Linked DNA regions of Mus musculus: regions 1, 3, 4, 5 and 6 are each linked to region 2. The links are chromatin contacts, called in public Hi-C and promoter capture Hi-C maps. All regions are on one chromosome and are shown on one strand. Each heading gives the region's core, a stretch centred on a gene start, on an enhancer-like site or on the middle of the called end of the contact. The rest is flanking DNA. Distances are from core to core; before and after follow the strand shown. Region 1 holds the start of Crispld2 (cysteine-rich secretory protein LCCL domain containing 2). Region 2 holds the start of Klhl36 (kelch-like 36). Region 3 overlaps Crispld2 (cysteine-rich secretory protein LCCL domain containing 2). Region 4 holds the start of 6430548M08Rik (RIKEN cDNA 6430548M08 gene). Region 5 has its middle 33 kb from the start of Zdhhc7. Region 6 overlaps Atp2c2 (ATPase, Ca++ transporting, type 2C, member 2).

Evidence for each region. Promoter capture Hi-C pulls out the DNA fragments that hold promoters and counts their contacts. A called contact is a pair of places that touch in the nucleus more often than the background predicts.
Region 1: a promoter capture Hi-C map of liver shows a contact between it and region 2, with 2.3 times the contacts expected there. The contact joins the promoter of Crispld2 here to the promoter of Klhl36 in region 2. A contact is called at or near these places in 7 of 39 promoter capture datasets (cranial neural crest, embryonic stem cells, liver and 3 more) and 3 of 9 other capture datasets (adipose tissue, liver and pancreatic islet).
Region 3: a contact with region 2 is called in a Hi-C map of granulocyte-monocyte progenitors, with 3 times the contacts expected there. The contact joins the enhancer-like site here to the promoter of Klhl36 in region 2. A contact is called at or near these places in 1 of 39 promoter capture datasets (cranial neural crest), 2 of 484 Hi-C or Micro-C datasets (granulocyte-monocyte progenitors and regulatory T cells) and 3 of 115 datasets of contacts at active chromatin or transcription factors (embryonic stem cells, memory CD8 T cells and regulatory T cell precursor).
Region 4: a contact with region 2 is called in a promoter capture Hi-C map of stem cell-derived epiblast-like cells, with 3 times the contacts expected there. The contact joins the promoter of 6430548M08Rik here to the promoter of Klhl36 in region 2. A contact is called at or near these places in 15 of 39 promoter capture datasets (the C10 cell line, the SN4741 cell line, cranial neural crest and 10 more), 7 of 484 Hi-C or Micro-C datasets (B cells, CD4 T cells, Sertoli cells and 3 more), 4 of 115 datasets of contacts at active chromatin or transcription factors (embryonic hindbrain, embryonic stem cells and memory CD8 T cells) and 3 of 9 other capture datasets (adipose tissue, liver and pancreatic islet).
Region 5: a Hi-C map of regulatory T cells shows a contact between it and region 2, with 2.0 times the contacts expected there. The contact joins the enhancer-like site here to the promoter of Klhl36 in region 2. A contact is called at or near these places in 9 of 39 promoter capture datasets (3T3-L1-derived adipocytes, the C10 cell line, cranial neural crest and 4 more), 1 of 15 datasets of contacts at CTCF or cohesin (large pre-B cells), 15 of 484 Hi-C or Micro-C datasets (3T3-L1-derived adipocytes, B cells, the Ba/F3 cell line and 10 more), 2 of 115 datasets of contacts at active chromatin or transcription factors (regulatory T cell precursor and stem cell-derived neural progenitor cells) and 2 of 9 other capture datasets (adipose tissue and liver).
Region 6: a contact with region 2 is called in a promoter capture Hi-C map of liver. The contact joins the enhancer-like site here to the promoter of Klhl36 in region 2. A contact is called at or near these places in 4 of 39 promoter capture datasets (the C10 cell line, cranial neural crest and liver), 5 of 484 Hi-C or Micro-C datasets (LSK cells, bone marrow-derived macrophages, female germline stem cell-derived STRA8 germ cells and 2 more), 8 of 115 datasets of contacts at active chromatin or transcription factors (bone marrow-derived macrophages, craniofacial prominence, embryonic stem cells and 3 more) and 2 of 9 other capture datasets (macrophages and pancreatic islet).

The regions. Positions count from the first base shown.
Region 1 is chr8:119,990,820-119,994,172 of GRCm38.p6, forward strand. It overlaps Crispld2 (cysteine-rich secretory protein LCCL domain containing 2), which reads left to right and starts at 1,619. Exons shown (of 15, transcript NM_001310635.1): 1 at 1,619-1,781.
Region 2 is chr8:119,860,860-119,864,280 of GRCm38.p6, forward strand. It overlaps Klhl36 (kelch-like 36), which reads left to right and starts at 1,446. Exons shown (of 5, transcript NM_146219.1): 1 at 1,446-1,588.
Region 3 is chr8:120,048,812-120,051,799 of GRCm38.p6, forward strand. It overlaps Crispld2 (cysteine-rich secretory protein LCCL domain containing 2), which reads left to right. Exons shown (of 15, transcript NM_001310635.1): 15 at 1,472-2,988. The coding sequence ends at 1,526. Among named protein-coding and RNA genes, the nearest start is that of Zdhhc7, 51 kb to the right of the region's middle. Within about 2 kb of position 1,325, at least 90 of the 459 cell types and tissues checked have an H3K27ac peak or open chromatin away from gene starts, as enhancers often do. A contact at or near this core is called in granulocyte-monocyte progenitors, memory CD8 T cells and regulatory T cells, where this site is marked.
Region 4 is chr8:120,112,146-120,115,532 of GRCm38.p6, forward strand. It overlaps 6430548M08Rik (RIKEN cDNA 6430548M08 gene), which reads left to right and starts at 2,007. Exons shown (of 13, transcript NM_172286.4): 1 at 2,007-2,172.
Region 5 is chr8:120,066,344-120,069,698 of GRCm38.p6, forward strand. No RefSeq gene overlaps it. Among named protein-coding and RNA genes, the nearest start is that of Zdhhc7, 33 kb to the right of the region's middle. Within about 2 kb of position 2,103, at least 49 of the 459 cell types and tissues checked have an H3K27ac peak or open chromatin away from gene starts, as enhancers often do. A contact at or near this core is called in adipose tissue, regulatory T cells and regulatory T cell precursor, where this site is marked.
Region 6 is chr8:119,713,270-119,716,713 of GRCm38.p6, forward strand. The region is part of intron 1 of Atp2c2 (ATPase, Ca++ transporting, type 2C, member 2); the gene reads left to right. Among named protein-coding and RNA genes, the nearest start is that of Atp2c2, 15 kb to the left of the region's middle. Within about 2 kb of position 2,047, at least 55 of the 459 cell types and tissues checked have an H3K27ac peak or open chromatin away from gene starts, as enhancers often do. A contact at or near this core is called in liver and pancreatic cancer cells, where this site is marked.

The DNA.
Region 1 (3,353 bases), core at 369-2,868, 130 kb after region 2:
CTTCACCTGCTTGTACCCAATGTCCCCATCTGTAACCAGAGGCCCCTTTCCATTGGGCCGTGAGAGGCTGACCAGAAGATGCCCTTGAAGTTCCCCCGCATAGCTCCTGATACTCTTCTGGTGAAGGAGAAATGGGGTAGGTTAGACGAGAAGGCCACACAGGGGAGGGAAAGGGGAAACTGAGGAAGAGTAGGAAGAAGAGCTGGAGGTTCTGGGATGGCCAGACTGAGGGAGACTTGGCATGTTGGTTTGACCTGATGATGATAGGCATGTAGAATGCTTCGGTGGGGAGGGGTGTCTAAGAGTCCCACGGAGCCATCAAGGAGCTTTGCAAGGTTGTCATGAAAAGCGTCAGCAGGGCGGTGTGGTGGGGCCACTCAGAGCCTGGGACTTCTATTACTGACAAGCCACTCCTGCCCAAATGCTGGGTCCCAGAAAAGCCCTGTTCCTCATCACTTCCCGTTCCTGGGTGGGTAACAGGACCCAGTTTATCCTGTTTTGCATTCAAGGCTTAATGGTCACGGACACTGGCAACAGAGTGGGCACGTGCACTTTGGAGACCTGTGACTCAGAGATGCGTGCAGGAATCTCTGTGTTGGTCAGTCCCTTCACTGAGGAGAATAGGGATGCTGGCGTCTGAGGGTGGTCAGGCCAGATCGTCAGCACCAGAGAATGGCACATGGAGCACAGGGCCCACCCTCACTGGCCTTGTCCTGGGTCACCCCCAGGGCTGCTAATCAGCCCTGTTAATCAGCACTGACTCCTCTGGTACTTGGAAGACAGCTTAGGGTGTAGCAAGTGAGTGCAGGTCGCTTGATGATGGATGCTTCCAAAACTGAGCATTAAGGACGGGATTTAAAATGAAAAATATTAACATATCTGAATCTTTATCTGCGCAGTGCTGCGTCAAGGACTTGGGTAAAGATCTCTGGTTGTAATCCAGGTTCCCCAACATGTCACGAGGAACCCCAGCGGGCTCGGCTGTACCTGCTCCTGGTAGTATTTGTGGAGGTGTTAGTGGGAGGTGCCTCTTTGGATGGGTGGTCTTCTCCAGTCCCACTTTAAGTGACTGAGAGTGTTCTGGGGGATCTCTTAGCTCTTCCCGCTCATTCCCTCACTTGCCCTTAAGGGTTTGGGTGTCAACCTTTACCTAAAGTAATTTCCCGGATTCTAACCTCGGGTTATTTGCTCCAGGTAGACGCCAAATGCCCTGGGGCACGTGGTACTAAGCTTACTGGAACCTCACCCTGGGGTTCTTGAGGAGGCGGGATAATCTCTCCACAGAAGTGGGACATAGCCTCCTCCCTAAATTGCTGGGAACCCCCGAGATCCTCCTAGTTTGGGAATAGGTCGTGGCGGATAAATGCGCACACCCCGGCTCAGCACGTGCTTCCCGGTGGTCTTTTGTCCTGTCCTTCACTTGAGTAGTAGAACCGGGTGGGGTCCACAGGCCACGGACTGTCTGGGGGTGCCCAGCCTGCCGCACGCAGAAAGAGCTCAATGAAAACTACTTTTATGGTCACGGCTAGGGGCCGCGCGCTCCTTGCGCATCGTGGTCCTCAGTGCCTCCACCCTCCCGAAAACAGGAGGCGGGGCCGGCGCCTCGCAGCCCAATCAGCGCTGCCTGTGGACTTGGGGGGCGTGGCTCAGGATGCTCTAAGAAGCTACTAGGGGCCGCGCTCAAGTCCTGGACCCACTCAGAGCGCCCAGCATCCGCAAGGTTCCAGATCTGCAACTTGCTTGCCCAGCGCTCCCCAGGTTGAGGCCAGAGTTCCGCACAGGTGAGAGGGACTCGGTCCCGCTGTTCTTTTGTCTGTAGGAGAACAGGTCTTGTCGCGTAGCCTACGCTGTTCTCGAACTCTTAGCCACCTCACTGCTTCGGCTGCAATGTCTCCTCTTTCTGTCCTTTTTCGACTCTCTTGCCCTGACTAAGGCAGACGCGGTGCTTCAGGGCTGTTCAGGGCTGTGTGCCGCCGTTCTGCAGAGCCCTTACCTGCAAGATCCTTTTCAGATGAAGAAATTGAGGCTCAACTACGAAGCTTTTTGCCCGGGACTGACTCGCGGTTAGGAAGCCGTTGGAGCTGGGATCCCTAGCCTGGCTGCACGAAGCTGCTTCGCGCTTCACTGAGGCGCGCTCTTTTGCCCACCCAAGGCAATTTGCCACCATTTGGGGCGGTAGTGTGTTGTCAGTGGGCGTCGATAACTGGCTCGATGATGGCTTGGTTGCGTTAGAGGGGTCTTTCACTCTGTGAGGGTAAGGTTCAGGTGATCACAGGGGCAGGTAAGTGCCTTTGGTTCCAAATGACAGAGCCACACCCCTTTTCCATTGGCAACAGGCTTGTGGTGAGGGGGTCTCCTAACCCTATTTCAGATAAAATATGGAGGGTCAGAGAGGTAAAGTGAGCTGGACTACAGCAGAGACAGGTCTGGAAGCCACCTCCGACTGCCTCCAAGGCTTCCCAGGGACGTGTCCAGGTGTAGCACAGTCTGGACTCTGGCCCATAGGAATCCTTCTGTCTCAGTTTCCTGAGTTGTCGGGATTATAGCAACTCTTCTAGAGACTGTTTTAGGGAACACATGACAGGGTCTTTTCCTAAAGTGGGCATCTTGAATTAAGTCCTCCTGTCAGGAGTATTGGCCCCAGATGAGGAAAGCCAAGATCAGCTCCTTTGGGGTATAGACTTGGTGCCAGATGCCTGTTGCTGCAGTGCAATTTGAACTGGCCCTCTTTCCAGGGAAAGGTGAGTTGCTACGGTGACTAAGCCCGTGTGAGAGGCTGTCTGGATGCCTGGCTTTCCTGGAGCCAAGAGCGGGGCTGGAAATGTCCACTGTTAGACCTGGGCTCCTTGCCCTGAGGAAGTAGGGTAGTCCTGCCTTCTCCAGATGATCTTACACTCCGCACATCAGGTCTGGAGTCTGACAGCCCTGCAGAACAAGGCTGGACCACGCTGCTTGCCACAAAGGAACTGAGGGATGTACAGCATCACTTGGCATCCTCTATCTGCCACCGTCCTCACCTCACCTCCAGGAGGAATAGCAGGTGTGGCGCTACAGTGCCTGACTTGGGAGCGGTGGCTGGGGACCTGGGTCAGTGGCTCAGAGTCTTGAATCTGGGCTGGAAGTGGAGAGTGACTTGTGATTATACCCCCATAGGTGGGCCTGGCTCTGGACTCTAACACCCACGGCTTGTAGGTCCTGCCTTTTAAAAGACAGCTATATATCCACTACTGCCTCTGTCTTCAACCTGACCTTCACAGAGGGGGCTTTATCTAAGGGGTCCTGGACAAACATCTGGACGAGGCTCCTAGAGAGAAGTGAAGACGGAGGTGTTGATTCTTACATAGTGACAGTTA
Region 2 (3,421 bases), core at 196-2,695:
TCAGGGCTGTGCATCTTCTAGTTTGGCTTTCCAAACCCAACACCTCAGGTACTAATATGAAGGTACACGTTATTAAAATAGCTTATGTTAGGCTGTCTATGACAATAAGCTGAAGCAACAGTAGAACTGTTTAATCTACCTTAAAATTCTTAAAAATTCTAGGTAAATTTAATAGATAATAGGCATAAATGTATACTCTCATGGTATACAACTAACAATATTCTCATTTCAAAACTTTTTTATCATCTTCCCCCAAAAGTCCCTAATTTTCCTTTGTTAACGGTCCCAACCCCCTCACCCCTGGCATCCTCTACCATGCTTCTTGGCTCTCCCGCTTTCCTGTTTGAACGTTTTACTTATGCATTTCGTTTTCAAGTGGTTTGCTTTTCTGAGACGTCTCTCTGTGAAGCCCAGGCTGGCCTTGAACTCTTTATCTTCCTGCTTCAGCCTCCCAAGAGCTGAGATGACAGCTGTGTGCCACCAAATGCAGCTGGGAGTGTCCTTCGTGTCTAGATTCTTTCACGTAGAGGAACCTCTTCAAGGTTCTTCCAGGCTATGAGTGACGTTTGATAACTATTAGATGAATTAACAATGATCTAAGATCAACAGATGTTTACTGAGAGGGTATGTACCTGCCATAAAAGCCCAGCAAGGATTGTAACGTTTGTTGGACAGCTTCGAGTGGAGAAGAAAGAGACAGAGAAAAAGAGAGCCGCAAAAGCTCTAGAGAGTGAGAGAACGAGAGAGTGAGACAGAGACAGAGAAACAGACAGGCAGAGGAGAGGGAGGGAAGAAAAAGGAAAGAATTATTTAAAATATTTTGAATCGACTTGGTCAAAGTTGAGGGGAGTGGTGGTTGAGGCTCTGGGTTTAATCTCCTGAGCTTGGGGGGGGGGGGGCAAGTAATAATAATAGACTGGGATAAAGGTATGGAGAAAGCAGAAAGCGGGCCAGAGTGTAGGGGGTGTGGCTGTTAGCAGAGTAGTCAACAAAGGCCTCTTGACAGAATCAGTGAGCAGAAGCCAAGGGAAGATGAGGAGGATACAGCCTTCCCGGAGTTCCCGACCCACCCTGAGGTTTGTCCCACGGAGCCACCTCATATCCTGGAGCCTGGGACGTGGGCGCCAGCAAGCTTCTGCGGCGCATGCCTGACCTACTTAGGGGACAGCCAGGCACCATCAATAGTAAGGGACCCTGGGTGTCTCTTACAGATCTTGACCAGCTCAGCTCCTTCCCATCCACAGACCCCGCCCCTAAGGCTACACCTCCTGCCTCCCGCCTCCTCAGGCCCCGCCTCTGAAGCTGCACTCCGCCTTCACAGGCCTGCCCCTCAGGCGAGGCTCCGCCCCTTATCCTGCAGACCCCGCCTTTCGCCCGCCTGCCGGCCCCGCCCCCCAGCCGCCATTGACAGTGTAGGCTCGCACTTCCTTGCAGAGGGATGGCTGCGCTTCGGGCGGGCCCGGTAGCCCCGCAGTGTGCGCTGCTCTGGTAGCGGCTCGCAAGCGGGCGCGATCCGGGCTCGCGGGTGCACAGGTGCGGCCCACGCCTCCCTCGGCGCCTCAGCACCTTCGGGGCGGGACGCGGGACGGTGAGTGCCGCCTGGGCTCCGTGCTGGCTCCCGGGGATCCCGGGTGGGGGGGCTCTGGCTCTGCACCTTCACCACACCTGCTTGCACGCAGCTAGGCGCCACAGACATGGTCCGGGAGACTAAGGCGAGCCTGGCACTGGAGAACTCTCTCTAGATTCCTTGGCCTAGAAAAGAAAGCTTCCAGACAGTGAGGAACTAGAGACCTGGCTGGCCGCCCTAAGTAGATGGGCAGAGAGGGTATCTATGTTTTCCTGTCTGTGACCTTGGGTGGGCCCCTCGGCCACCTGCCCACCCACGGTGCGATTTTAGCCCTGTGGGAACAGTGGTGCCCATTCTCACACCGCCAAGGTGAACCGGGAGAATCAGGGGTATGCAGTAATTAGATGCTGATTGGTACCTTTCTCTCTGGGCCCCCAGCAGCTGGGAGAGTTCCTGCCTGGATACAGCTTAGTCACAAAGTTACTAGTTTTCTGGAAAAGATTCAGTTGTGTCTTCTTTCCCAGAGAGAGCGGAACAGGATGGAATGTCCGGACTTCTTCCTCCATGGGAACACTGGAGCCCCCTCGCTCTCCCCATTTATCTCAGAACCAGCTGACTTATCTTTAGCAGAGACTCTTTGTTCAGTAGGAAACAAAATGATTCTTCGTGTGGGTTCAGCAGAACTGGGAGGGGGGGGGAATTTGTCTTGTAGCTCCAGCCCATGTTGGTTTTATAAGGAAAAGGGGGTAAAGAATTGAGACAGGAAAAGACAGACTCTTCTCCACGGGCTGTTAATGAAACAAGCGAGAGGCTGCACTTTCCAGCCTTCTAGAAAGAGAGGGGCTTTTGGGAGGAGGGAGGCTTTGGGAGTTGTAAGTAGGGGACTTGCAGGTGTTAGCTCCCACCCCAGAAGATAGAGGGATAAGCAGAATTTCTCTGAATTTAGCCCAACAGGTTTATTCCTAACTGGGTGTCCCCTGCCAGTGTCCGCCTAGACTTCCAAGTCCTCCAAAGCCTGCCTCATAGTTAAAAGACTATGGGACATCGTGTGTCAGGTCTATAGATTTGATCAGAAAGGTCAGCACAGCAGTATTGCTCGTGTTTGTGTGAGAGCACAGACCTCAGGGGAGGTTTCTCCTTGTGGATTCCTCCCTCCTATGACCAGACAGTACAGCTGTGGGCGCAGAGGAACCGGAGGCCCTGAACATCCTCCGACTGTTGGATGCTGTGTGGGCTGGGCTGTTTTACACACACACACACACACACACACACACACACACCGTTGTGACCTCTTGAGTTGTGAATCAAGGACAGGATGGGGATAGTCTCGTGGAGTTAAATGGGAGAAAATTAATGAAGGCTCGTAGAAGCCCCCGGGGATGACGCCCAGAACAGAGTTGGTACTCATTAATCACAACTGTCTCTCACCCTCCACTTCCTCCTGAGAACCTGAAAGTGTAACACTGGTCATATCTGGGCCTTGTCTCCTGCAGAGGTGAAGGGCCCAGGTTTGGTGTCATTAACTAGTGTTATGACAATGTGAAATGTCCTCATCTATAAAGTAGGACCGTTGTCATTACCCTCCCATGTGTGGGAGGAATTGAGACAGCCAAGGAAGTCCCTTAGCTTGGATCCACACTGCAATCCAGACTCCACAATGATGACTGTCACGAAAACTCTGCCATAGCCAAAAGGTAGACTTTAGATTAAACATCAAAAGGTGGGTGTGTTCGGCCACTGAGATGGCTTAGTGGATGAAGGTGTTTGCCACCAAGCTCAACGACTTGAGTTCAATCCCTGGGTCCAGAAAGATGGGGAGAAAAAAACAAACCAACCAACCAACAAACAAAAAAC
Region 3 (2,988 bases), core at 75-2,574, 190 kb after region 2:
GACCTGTGAGAAGATAAACTTCCTCTCAAAGGAAGGAAGGAGAGTAATAAAGAGAGGTAGGGTTCAGGTTTGGAAGGGAGGAAGAGAGGCCGGAAGTCTAGCTACAGAATGGGAGAACAGTTTTCCAAATTGTGTATGTACTAAAGGATTTCATAGCTCGTGTGTGTGTGTGTGTGTGTGTGTGTGTGTGTGTGTGTGAGCATGTGTGTGCCTGCAAATGGGAACGTGGCCTGTGTGTGAACTCTTACAACTCAACATTACGGTAACCCAGTTGGGGACTTTGGAGATGAGACTGGGCTGTATCTCGGTGGCAGAGTGCTTGCCTGGCATGCACAGGGTCTTAGGTTCCATCCCTACTACCACGTTAAAAAGAACTGCCCACACCAGGAAATCCATCTGCCCAGCCATGCTCCAGGGACAGCTTCTGGACCAGGGAGAGTCACTCAGCACACCAAAGCAATGGAGATGCAGATTCAGGCCAGGGTACCCAGAGTATCTGCACAGCGGCCATAAGACAACAGCTGTCAGTGGGGCTGCAGAGCATCTGAAATGCTCAATGCATTGTGGGTAGGCACAGACACAATGTGGCCACTTGAGAAGCCTTTAAAAGGTGAATGTAGGTTGATAGCAATCCACCTCCCAAGCTTACACCTCTGATGGTGGAAAGCACATGTCTTCCAGAACAGACAAATTCACAGAGGCAGAGGTGCCAGCACAGAAGGGGGGGAGCCGGAAGGACCCCTTTTAATGCTTCCTCATTTCGTGGGTGTGTATACCTAGGTGCTGGTGTAGAGGCCAGAGGACATGGCTGAGTTTCACAGGGCAGTATAGTTCTGTAACGGTGTTTTCAACATCTGGTTGAGAGCTAGGAACGTAGTTCAGTGGCACAGTGCTTGCCTAGCTGGCCGGGCATGCATGAAGCCTGGGGTTCAATTCCCAGCATGGCATAAACTGGGGGTGGTGGCACTTGGGAGGGGAAGGCATCAGGATTAGGAGTTCAGGGTCATCTCATCTATATAACGAGTTGGAGATAAACCTAGGCTGCATAAGGCCCATCTCAAAAACCAACCAAGGGCCTGAAGGACTTGTCTCCCATCGGAAGAATGTGGTTTTGATTAACCGTGTGCCTCTCTTGATTCCTCCCCTGTATGTACCGACAGTAACAATAGCCCTGCCTGGAAAGGATAGCAGACCCATGATGGCATATTTGGGTAGCATTCGGGTGTGTGTTCCCTTCAAGCCACCCCTTAAATCATCTGTCAACCAGATGTCTGAGACAGGTGTCAGTAAAACCCAGAGAGTCGCTCCGCAACCTCAGCCTGGGCTCACACCACAGCTTCCTGTCGGCACATGTGGGCTCGTCCAGCTGGGTGTGACTTCTGTGGGCTCTGACCTTACCACATTGGCCCTATCGGCCATTCCTTTGCCCACAGCTTTCTCTTCTAACTTCCTTCTCCCTCTTCTCTTGCAGCCTGAACACTCCTCAGAACGGAAACGCCTTCCGGATCTTCGCCGTCAGGCAGTGAATTTGGCGACCTGGGGAGAAGGGGGTGTCATCTACTGGGATTCGGGGTCCTGCTTTTTATCTGTACTTTGTCCTTTGGGGGTGGGGGGTGACAGAGAGTCAGGAATCTTCCTTTTGGTGTCATTGAACGTCCTGGGCCTCCATGGCCTTTGGTGAGGGTGACCGAGCACCTTCCCCCTCATGAGCAGCGTGCCGTGGAGTCTCTTGGCTGGACAACCAGTGCCCAGGCTGGCCAGGTGGCGGTCCCCATCTGGTGGCTCACCTCCTCTCAGGAGCTGCTCACTGAGACACTCCTTGCCATGTTTTCTTTGGTGGTGGAGGGGGAAGGCTTTCGAACCCTGAGGATACAGGTTTGAGATATGTCATGAATGGGGCTCTTGTCTGGGTGACAAGAGTCGACAGCTATAAGGTTACAGTCCGTCCTACCGACAGAGAAATGGGGTCTGTGTTTGCTGGTCAGACAGATGGGCTGCAGGGAGAAGCCCCGAGCAAGACCTGGGCTCTGCCCTGGTGGTGTCTATCCGTGCTCACATTCCCCAACCTTTTTGGCAGTCACGTGCTTATAAGTCCAGCAGAGCTGGTCTATTTAAAGTTGGTAGCACTCCAGAGATTTATCTTGTCTTTGTCCTTGTCTGTGTGGCCTTTTCTCACATGACCTTTGGTCTCATGGAGGACCAATACATCAGGAGCCTTCCCTACCATTCCCTGACCCTGTGGCATCTGCCCCACCCTCAGCAGATCTAGGTGTCCTCCTCTGGGGTTTGGCTTTGCAAGAGGCTCCAGGTCTCAGATGTCTTCTCACTTCTTAGAATAAGGGCTGCCTCCCAGCCGCCGTCAAGAGTGACAATTGAACGTCACTTCCCCCTGGTTTGGGTGACCTAGTTTTTAAGCTGTGGGAGGAGTAGATTCCTGGCACATTCCTCATGGGGGTTAATGGAGTGGCCTGTGGTTGTAAAACCACCCATGACACACCAGCCACCAGAAAGAGGGGCCCGGGACACACAGGAAGAACCCCTCAGTGCCTGCCAGCATCCCCAGGCTCCAAGAGTGTGGTGAGCCCTGGCTCCCATCACTTAGGAGCCTGGTCCAAACCCACTGTAAAATGAAGCATGCTTCTGTAAACAGCTTTACTCTAGAGAAGGTGGAATCCCACCCCAGTCCTGAGCATGGGGCAGATTGCCGGTGAGTGCTAGCCAAACACAAACAGGGTTGCGTGCTCCAGCCAAATATTTCTTAGACCAAAAAAAAAAAAAAAAAAAAAGGGAAGGGGGTTAAAAAATAAAACAGAACACCATCCCCCCAATCAAAAGGCTGGGGAGGTGGCTTGGTGGTTAACAGATCTTGTTGCTCTACCGGAGGACCTGCGCTCAGTTCTCACTATTCACAGGCCGTTCAAGAGATCTCTGGTCTCCACAGGCACCACACACATTCACAGGAGCAAAGTACAAATGGTTCTTTAAAAA
Region 4 (3,387 bases), core at 757-3,256, 250 kb after region 2:
CAGTCAGTGCTCTTAACCACTGAGCCATCTCTCCAGCCCCCTGGTTTTGGTTTTTCAAGACAGGGTTTCCTTGTTTAGTATTGGCTGTCCTCAAACTTGACTCAAACTCACAGAGATCCACCTGCCCCTGCCTCCCAAGAGCAGAGATCAAAGGCGTGCACCACCTCTGCCGGGCCGATTTTATGATTATAAGGTATGATGTCTCTTTTCCATTCCCAAATCATGATTGGCCAAATCTCCCTTTTAGGATATACCCATGATCCTCTTGAAGAGCCCACAGAGAGGCACACCACCACAATATAAATGATAGCATGATAAAGTGGGGGTCTTCTGAAGATGCAGATCTTTGTTAATGCCCACATGTGGCAACTGGGAAAGCCCTATGGTACCTTAGTCTCTGACAAAATGGACAACCTATCTGCACATTCAAGGATGTTTACCTGCAGAGGAACATCTTGACCACCGGAGAACATAGCTACCAAGACACAGCCCAGCCTCCTCATTATCTAGCTCCTTGTGTCTCGTGTCTCAGCGCTTCATTTTCAGAGGGGCCACCGATATGATCTGAGTCATCCACCCTGAGTACTTCCTAGGTTGACACCAAGTTCACTTGTCTGTGGCTTGCAGAAGGTTCTTCCTCGTTTTTAAATGTCATGTCATCTGCCTCTGTCCAACTTCCTGAGGAGGTCAGAGGCCTATTAGAAGGCAGGGCAAATGCCACTAAATCTCATGAGGAGAAGTAGAGTTCCTCAATATGGAATGGGATCCCTTAGTGACTACATTTGTCTTCAGTGCTCCCCAACAGCTGTCTAGGTGAGGTCAGGGTTACAGAACTTGGTACCTAGTGCCATCTTCCTTCTCTGAAACAGGGGAGGGTTCCTTTAGCCCCGGCACTGTCCCCTCACATTCTACAACTTTTCTGAGCCTTATCTATAGTCTGTTGGACTCTGTTCAGAGCAGCTGTCCTTAGTGTCCACACAAGGATGAGGGCTAGCACCCACCCTTTCCCTCCAGAGCTGGCACCAAGTTCTCACACGCAGACGTCTAGGTGTGAGACCTTCTCCTGGGGTGGCCACGTGTCCCTAAACTTTCCAAGAACTTTAGCTCCCAGCCTTTCCTAAGGCTCTCTTAAACTTTCCCAAGAAGCCTTAGTTGGACAGATCTTCCCATCTGTTGTCAGCAAAGGGCAGGTGCTCGGTTACCACCATCTATATCATCTTCCTGATTGGCAGAACTCCAGCCCCCTGCCTAACCCTCAGGACTTCAGAAAAATCCCAGAAGTTCGGCCTTGGTTTTCTTTAGTTTTCCTTTTCCTCCCTGGTGCTGGGCATGGGAGTCAGGACCTTGACCACTCAGAGGCAGTGACCCGCCCCTGAGCTCCACCCCCCAGCCTCTTTGTTATTTCTTTATTGAAGAGATGTGGGAGAAGCTGAATGGCTGGACGTTGTGCTTACTCCTATTTATGAAAAGAGCCAAATCTACTGGCCTCTTAAAGACACGCCTTTCGGAAGACAAACGGGACTCAGCTGGCCACTCGCGCCTTCAAAGGCGTGTGGGTCCACGGGACCTACGCTGGGACTCTGCTACCCCAGGCCAGACCAGCCTCGAGGGTCACCTTCCTCTCCCAAACCACTTTTGCGCGCAAAAACGCCGCGACCTAGTCATCCTCTGCTGGAACTCTGTTCCTGAGCGAACCCGCGCGGCTGTCGGGAGGCGCAGGGACTAAGGGGCGCTCCCGCGCCTGCGTACAGGAGCTGAGCGAGGCCCGGCGCTCCCAGCAAAAGTGACAGCTCGCGAGTCACGTGGTGCTCTGGAGGCGTGGCTCCCGGCTTGCTCCAGAGAACTCGTACGTCACGCGGGGGAGGAGGGTGGGACTGGGCGTGGCGCCCCCTGTTGACTGACAACTCTCTCCGCGACACATCCAAAGGGCCCGACTGCTCGCGCGTCACGTGCACCTAAAGGGGCGGGGCGCTCCCGCTGACTGACAGCCCGCTCCGCCGCGCCTCAGAAGGACCCGGCACGGCTGGTCGCGCGGTGCATCCGCGGCAGCTGCAGACCCGACGGCGTCCTGCCCGCCCCCCTGCCCGGTCCCGCGGGCCGCCGCGGCGAGAGGGCCTCGGGCTGCGGTGCTGCGCTCGCGAGGGGCTGTGCGGCGTGGCTGCGCCGGGACCGGTGAGGAGGGGTCGCTGGCGGCGTGGGCGGGTCGGCTGGACGGCCGGTGCGGCGGGCAGGGCTGTCATTCTGCTGGTCTCAGTGGAGGGCCGCGAGCTGCTCAGAGGCCACGACCGCGCCGGAGCGGGCTGGGAAGGCTCGGACCCCGAGGCCGCTTCTAGGATTTGGGAAGACTCGGACCCAGTCATGCACGGGTCTGCGCTCGCCCGGAGTTGCAGGGTTGATGAGACGTGGGAAGGTGACAAGGGGAGGAGGAAGCAGGCTCGGCGGTCCAGTCCAGTGCCGCACACGGGTGCGACCTACGGAGTGAGCGGGAGCGCGGCTCTGCCGGCGCAGGTGCGCTGGCACGGGCTGGGCCCCCGACGTGGAGCTGTCCCGGTGGTGAGTCAGAGGTAGAGGTGAGCTGGCAGCTGGCAGGCCGGGCTACCCTCGCCCCAGCTGGGATCCAGCCTGTAACCCGATGCTGAGGTTCTGATTCATTCCCTTCGATCTGCCTCCCTCCCAAATCCTGAAAGCAGGACAGCGACACAGCATGAACCCCAAGACAGGGCAAAGAGGCTCGGGCATTAGTGAGCCGCATCCCTTCCCTCTTTTCCACACTGTGGTCAGAAGTAGGGATGTTTAGGCCTTTGAGGACCAAGATGGCAGATAAGCTGTTTTGACGGGCTCCGTGGAAAAAGTTGACACCTGGGATTTTCTTTTCCCCTCAAACACTGGTGATTTCTGGTTGGTGATGATGAGCTAGCTCAGTCTCTGTTGCAATCCAGAAGTTTCTTGGGATGGTTGTCTTTTGGATGGTCTGTGTCAGCTCATGTGGAGTGGACTCCTATCTCTTGAGAATGTCACAAGTATACGCGCATCACAAATCTTAAAGAAATTGAAGTGAGTTATCTCCGCAGATGCTAAATGCATTCTATCTTCATGGCAATGTTTGTTTCTTCCAAGGTAAGTGGTTTTAGAATAACCCCAAATGGCGCTGAGGGAGCTTCTCTGAGGACAGCCTCCCAACCCCCTGCGCCCCTAGAGAGCTATTGAGTGGGCAAGTCATGTGAATACCCCGGCTTTCTTTCCTTTTCTCCCTTCTTCGTCTTCCTTTCACAAGCGGAAAGTCATCGAGTTAAAAGGAAACGTCAAGGGGCTGAAGAGACGGTTCAGCCAGCCCTTGAGAGCATATTCTGATCTTTGAGAGCTCCAGAGTTCAGTTCCCAGCACCCA
Region 5 (3,355 bases), core at 853-3,352, 210 kb after region 2:
TCTGAGGACAGACTGCCTTGTCCAAACACCCAGAGATCCGTATCCCAAAGCCAAGGGCAAGTTGTTTGTTGCCAAGCCTGATGACCTCGTCTGATGACGTGAGTTCAATTTCTAAGATATGTGTAGTGGAATGGAAGAATTGAACGATTTCCAAACTTTGTCCCCAGACCTCTAGAAGCATGCCCAGGACACACACACATGCACATAAATGAATGTAAAAACTTAAAATCATTTCAGAAGAGAGAGAAGGCAAGGGCCATGTTATCACTAAGTGCCATGTGTTAGAAAAGGAAACAGCTTTCAGGGCCATTTGAGACAGTTGTCCACACTTGAGTGTGAAGCAGAGTGACAAGCCTTTGATACTGGAACTAACTGCTGCAGTGCTGACCCCCAGTTAGATCTTAAGTTGGTTCTGAGAGCGCCTCGCATCTTGGAGTTGTCCACAGAAGTGCCTGTGTGCAAGAGCGTGTGTGGCTACGACCTGCCATCCAGTGGCTTGAGAAAAATCCATGTATGTGCACATGTATACTTGTGGCCGAAGGGCTGTGAGTGATGCAGAGAGGGTCACCATCTAAACCTCCAGTGAGTCTGAGCGAGGCTGACTAGCCGGTTCAACTCATTTTCTGTGGGTTTGAAATTTATCTGCTGCATAGCCTTTTCCTCAGAAGGGAAACAGTCTTTCTGCCACAGAAGATGGAGGCTCCTAAGACTCAATGGCAGAAGCTTAGAAAGTTCCAAGATGCCCAAGGCTCCACCCCATGCTTATATGAGCAACACACAGTTGCTGGAGGACACTCTTCCGCAGAGCTGCCTGCAAGTTGCTCAGGGCCCCAACCCCAACCCAGAATTCAGTTTGGAGGCATCACCCATGCTGAGCTGTTCAGTGTAGCAGCTACCTGAGTCACCCATACTCCTGTGACCCTGGAAATCTCACTGGTTCACCGTGCTAGACTTTGGTGAATCTGTTGACAGTGCCATATCTAGGGTGAATGGATATTTGTTCACATTGCCTCAGGAAGTCATACAATATCAAAATATAAAGCGACTGTTTGGTTTGAACCTAAAATGCTACCTCATTCTGAGTGCTGGGTTCCCAGCTAGTGACACTAATATGAAGAGGTGGTAGAGCTTTTAGGGGCAAGCTGACCTGGAGAAAGTAGGAGGATGGCCTTAAAAGCACACCACCCTATTGGCCTCCTGTCCTCTTTTCTTCCTGGTCAGTGTGATGTGAAGAGCCTCCCCGTGGCCTCCCACAGCCATGATCCAAGTATGACTTCTCATGTGATGGATGGAAGCCCTTGGAAGCCTCCATGAGTCTAACCAACTGTTTCTCCCTTGATTCGGTCAGGCACTGGGGGCACAGAGATTAAAAAAATCAACTAATGCAAAAATTATCAAAAAAGGAAGAAAGAAAGGAAAGAAGAGAAAGGAAGCAGGGTCCTTCTGCCTCCTGGTCTGGACAAGGTCTGGAAGTTTCTGTGGCCGAGCCTTGCTGCAGCCCTGTTCTCCTGTGGTTCTATTTGGGTCAGGCTATGTGTAGCCCAGGGTCACTGGCTGGAGACCTGGGCCTCTCTCCAAGTACTGTGTCTTCTTCACCGAGCGGATTTAAGTTCCACTCGGGAAGACATTGTCCAGCCTGGAACAACCCCGATCAACTTCCTGCCTGCTGCTCACTCAGCTGTGGCCTGGATCCAACGTCATCCCACACATCTGTCTAAATGAGGTCCTGGCCCCACTGGCTCATTTTAGCTGCCTTTGGCCCCTTGTGATCTGTAAGCAATCCACCACCTGCCACTCTGCTCGTTAACAAGAGGCAAGCAGGAGGCCAGGCTGCAGTCCAGAGGCTGGGAGGGACCTTCCGGCACTGTTGAGCTTGGGCACAGGCTTCTCTGTCTCCAATTCCTCCTCACCCACCTGACCAGAAAGGCATGAGGCTAATGCGATGCTGCGATGGCCCCGAGCCCACCTGTGCACCCCAGGGCCTCTGTGCCAGGCGGGGGTGTGGAACTGTGCCATCTCCTTCATCTGTAGCACATCTCGCAGGCCAGACTTATGCTCCCGTGACATTTACCAAGGGGAAGCTGATGCCACAGAGTCATCCTGTGCGGTGCTGACAGAGGCAGCCGGGTGTTTTCCTCTCCCTTGTCAGGGTGAACTTACGAAGGTGCTTGTCTTTCTTTTTCTTCTTTCTCAGGCCTCATACTGGGACTGCAGAGCTCACACGTGCCACACACCAGGGAGCCCACCCTTGGTGTAATTGCTTTCCTCTAAAGCATCCGGAGTGAGTAGCACACTCACGGTGGAAGTCAAAAGCCACAGAGATATCCACAGGTGCCCAGCACCTGTGATGCAACTGCTAGACACTGTTGTCAGCTATGGGGGGATCAGGGCAAAGTCCCAGTGAATGCCTTGGTTTCAGAGACCAAACTGAGACAGCTTGAAGCCAGTCATGATGAGAGGGGAGTGCTGAGGTGGGGATGCTGAAGTGGGGGTGCTGAAGTAGGGGTGCTGGGGGATACTGAGGGGGATACTGAGGTGGGGTGCTGAGGTGGGGGTTCTGGGGTGGGGATGCTGAGGCGGGGTACTGAGGCAGGGTGCTGAGGTGGGGGTCCTGGGGTGGGGATGCTGAGGTGGGGGTTCTGGGGTGGGAATGCTGAGGCGGGGTACTGAGGCAGGGTGCTGAGGTGGGGGTTCTGGGGTGGGGATGCTGAGGCAGGGTGCTGAGGTGGGGTACTGAGGGGGGTGCTGAGGCGAGATGCTGAGGCGGGGTGCTGAGGTGGGGTTTCTGGGGTGGGGATGCTGAGGTGGGGGTCCTGGGGTGAGGATGCTGAGGTGGGGGTTCTGGGGTGGGGATGCTGAGGTTGGGTGCTGAGGTGGGGTTTCTGGGGTGGGGATGCTGAGGTGGGGGTGCTGAGGTGGGGATGCTGAGGTTGGGTGCTGAGGTGGGGTACTGAGGGGGGTGCTGAGGTGGGGTTTCTGGGGTGGAAATGCTGAGGTGGGGGTGCTAAGATGGGGATGCTGAGGTGGGGTGCTGAGGTGGGGTGCTGAGGTGGGGTTTCTGGGGTGGGGATGCTGAGGTGGGGGTGCTGAGGTGGGGTATTGAGGGGGGTGCTGAGGCGAGATGCTGAGGTGGGGTTCCTGGGGTGGCGATGCTGAGGCTGGGGTGCTGAGGCGGGGTACTGAGGGGGGGTGCTGAGGCGAGATGCTGAGGCGGGATGCTGAGGTGGGGTTTCTGGGGTGGGGATGCTGAGGTGGGGTGCTAAGATGGGGATGCTGAGGTGGGGTGCTGAGGTGGGGGTTCTGGGGTAGGGATGCTGAGGTGGGGATACTGAGGCTGGGGTGTTGATGTGTAGAT
Region 6 (3,444 bases), core at 797-3,296, 150 kb before region 2:
ACTGCAGCCCAGGCAGGAGCTCGTTGTCCGCCTTGACCTTAGGCTGCAGCTGGGGCTGTCTCTCGGCAGTCTCGGCTGTATGCTCTTACTGAGTTCATACCACAGGGTGGCTCACCAGGATTTAAGAAAGCCATGGGCTTTGCTGAAGGAGGCCCAGTGGGCAGGTGGGGAACCAGAATTTGAATCCTGAGCAAGCAGCCTCCAGTCTAGCCACAGCTCCCTGGGTTGTTGCCTTGAGGAATTTTTCCCACTTGATACTAAAAAGCACCGGGCCCTACTGGACTCGCTTGCAAAATCTGTCCCTTTCCTTTCTCTACCACACGTACACTATGTCAGGAGACCTGCCTGCTAGGAGACCTGCCTCTCAGGAGACCTGCCTCTCAGGAGACCTGCCTCTCAGGAGACCTGCCTCTCAGGGTGCGTAGGACCTGAGGCTCTTCAAGAACTGCTCTCTGCCCTGCAGCATACCCTCGGGGCTGGCTGGGGAAGAATGGGAGCTTTTTCTCATAAGCCCCTTTCCCTAGAGAGCTGGGTCTTATGGTCTCTCAGCCTTTCTTTCTGGGGAAGCAGCTGCCCCTCTGTCTATTCCCGCCCCCAGGCAAGGCAAGACTGCCTCCCACTTTGAATCAGTAACTCTTACACGTAGTTCAGGACTCACAAAAGCACAAAACCACTCCACATTGTCCCTGCCTTTAGCTACCAGGTTCCCAAATTCAAAGGCCACTAGAGTCCCCACTGACTGGTGGATTCTGGCAGAAGCATTTTCCTTCCACCTTCTTTTCCTCCGTGTTTTGTATGGGTCACCTTCTTGACAGCAGCCCACACGTCTTTTTCCCTTCTTTATCTCTCATTAACGGCACCACTGTTTGGGGAAGACTCTGTGGAAATGTCCATTATAGCTAAACACCTGCTGTGGGAACTCATAGTTTTGTGTGCCTATGACATAACAGCCCAAACTGGGCGCAGCCTACATGCCCACCCCTCCAGTCAACTAATAAATCGCCAAACCAGACTGCTATATACTATATACTGATGGAATGAAACACCCGTGGTCCCACAAAGCGACAGAGAGTAACCTGCAGTCGCTGGTAGATAAACAGCCACTCTCACAAAGACAACAGGAGGGCTGGGGTCCCTGGGTGTGACAGTTCTCTGGGTTTCTGGAGCAGGCAGAGCAGATTCATGTATAAAGCAGAATTTAATATTTCTGGAAGGCAGTGTGTGAGAGATGCCCAGTGCCAGGGGGATTCTGGGACCTGTACGTTCCATCCTGGTTCTGGGCAGTGCTCACTCAGGCGCATACACATGTGAGGGTCCAGACAGCTGCTTGTGATTTGCACGCCTGGCTGTGGCAGGTATTCTTCAATGTACAGTTAACTTTTTCAATCGGGGAACTCGGAGAGGTCTTCTTTCAGGGTCAGCATTGGGCCATGCGTCCTGGTGGTCTCCTGGTTGGCCAGTCAGCCCATCAGTGGGTGTGTGGGTTGGTGCTAACCCGGAACTGTTATAAACAGCGAGGCTCTGCAAAAACCCTTCTGAGAGAAGGTCTGTCTGAACAAGACATGAGCAGAGCATTTCCAACATAAATGGCATCCCATACCCTGCAATGGGGACTGTCCTGGTTCATGCCCCACAGCTGTGTGTGAGAGTTAAGCTCTCCCTGGCACCAGAGCTAGTGTGTGGATATCCTCGGCTTTATCATGGGATTGGCAGCCTTAGTCCACATCCTTTTTCCAGTTTTCGTTTAAAAAAGAGCCGAATGGACGGTTGCTTTCCGCTTTCACAGGCCAGAGACTCACATTTCTCCTGCAGCAGTTTTATCTCCAGATGCTGCATAGCATACAGTGCTCACCCTGTGTGTTAGGAAGCCCATTCTCCTTTATATCCAGGATTTGAATGCGTTTCTTAATCTGAGTTTTATCTTGTACATAGAAAGTCCTTTCTCACTCGGAGATGCTAAGAAAAAGGCGGGCCCCGCTTCCTCTTGCTCTTGGATGACTTATCTTTGTCCTTGTGTTTTTCCTTGTTGATTTAAGCGGAGGTGCTTGCGTAATTTCTTGGCATAGCACAGGAACTGTGGTCTCCCAGGCAGCGGGCAGGGTTCTCTGCATTCAGGAGGAAGCCGGGAAGCCGGGAAATAAGGGAAGAAGCCAACGAAACATGGTTAGGGTAGAATCACGTTGGCTGCAGAGGCCGCTGCACAGGCACTGGCCTCTGTAGGGAGGAGGGTGGTGCCACCGTAAGGGACATCCTGTGCTGTGACTGCCACTCCCTGCCTGCTCCTGTGCCTATACCTTCTGACTGCCTCCTTGTGCACAGCTGTGCAAGCAGCTACCATGGTCACTGGCGTTCATGTTATAGCACCTTCCATTTTGCGTGTACGATGCTGACATTCCTGCATTAAGTGAGACTGTGGCCGCCCCCTCTCCCAGGAGGCCAGTGGAGCGGTGTGGGAGACCTGTGTATTGGTCAGCAGGACTGAGTGTCTGAGTACAGGGAGGTGCTGGAGCATGGAGCTCAGCAATACCATTGTTGCTTTGACCTAACACAAACTTCCACCACTCCAAGCTACACCCATGTGTTCCTTAGTGCCTGGAGGACAGAGGCCAACCTGGGTCTCACATGCAAAAGTCAGTCTGACCAGGGTGGCTTCTTGTGCTGGTTTGGGGGGTTGGGGGGACTATTTCCCTGCCTCTCCCAGTTCCGGGAGGCCACCTGCTGTTCTTAGCTTGTGACCCCTCCATTTTATCATAGAGTTCAATGGCTCCATCAAGACAGTACCACACATCTTTCAGTGTCTCTCAAATTCTTCACACCTAGTGTCATTGCAAGATATACACACACACACACACACACACACACACACACACAAGACTTATGGCTTTAAAAAAAATCACTGTATTTTTTTTTTAAAATAGGACTTTGCTATGTAACTCACACTGGCCTTGAATTCTTAGCAATCCTCCTGCCTCAGCTTCCCAAGTGCTGAGAATGCACATATAAGCTCAGTTTGAGTAAATTTTTTTTGCAGTAGATGTGTATCTCAGTTTTAATATGCACAAAGGAATTCCTGACTGTTTATCTAGATGTCAGAGGTGACAGGGCCCCTGTACTCTTTGTTTATTAAGCCTGGTGCTTTCTCTAGGACCTTAGTTTCTGAAAGGAATCCTGCTGTCCCCTCATCACCTAGATTTGGGACTTCTTGGGTCTTCCCTTTCCTTTTGTCCAATAGCCCACTGCAGTTCTGTGATGCCTCTGCTGTGATGGGCCTTATTACTCAGAGAAAGAAACTGAGGCAGGGGTCAGTTTCTCACAAATATGTTGGAGGAACCCACGTGATATCAGTCCCAGAACAGGACAGAGATTCCTGGGGTCTAAGTGAAATGAATGGGGCCTCTGTGCTGGACAGACGGGGAGGCAGAGAGAACGGGACAGAGCTGTTGA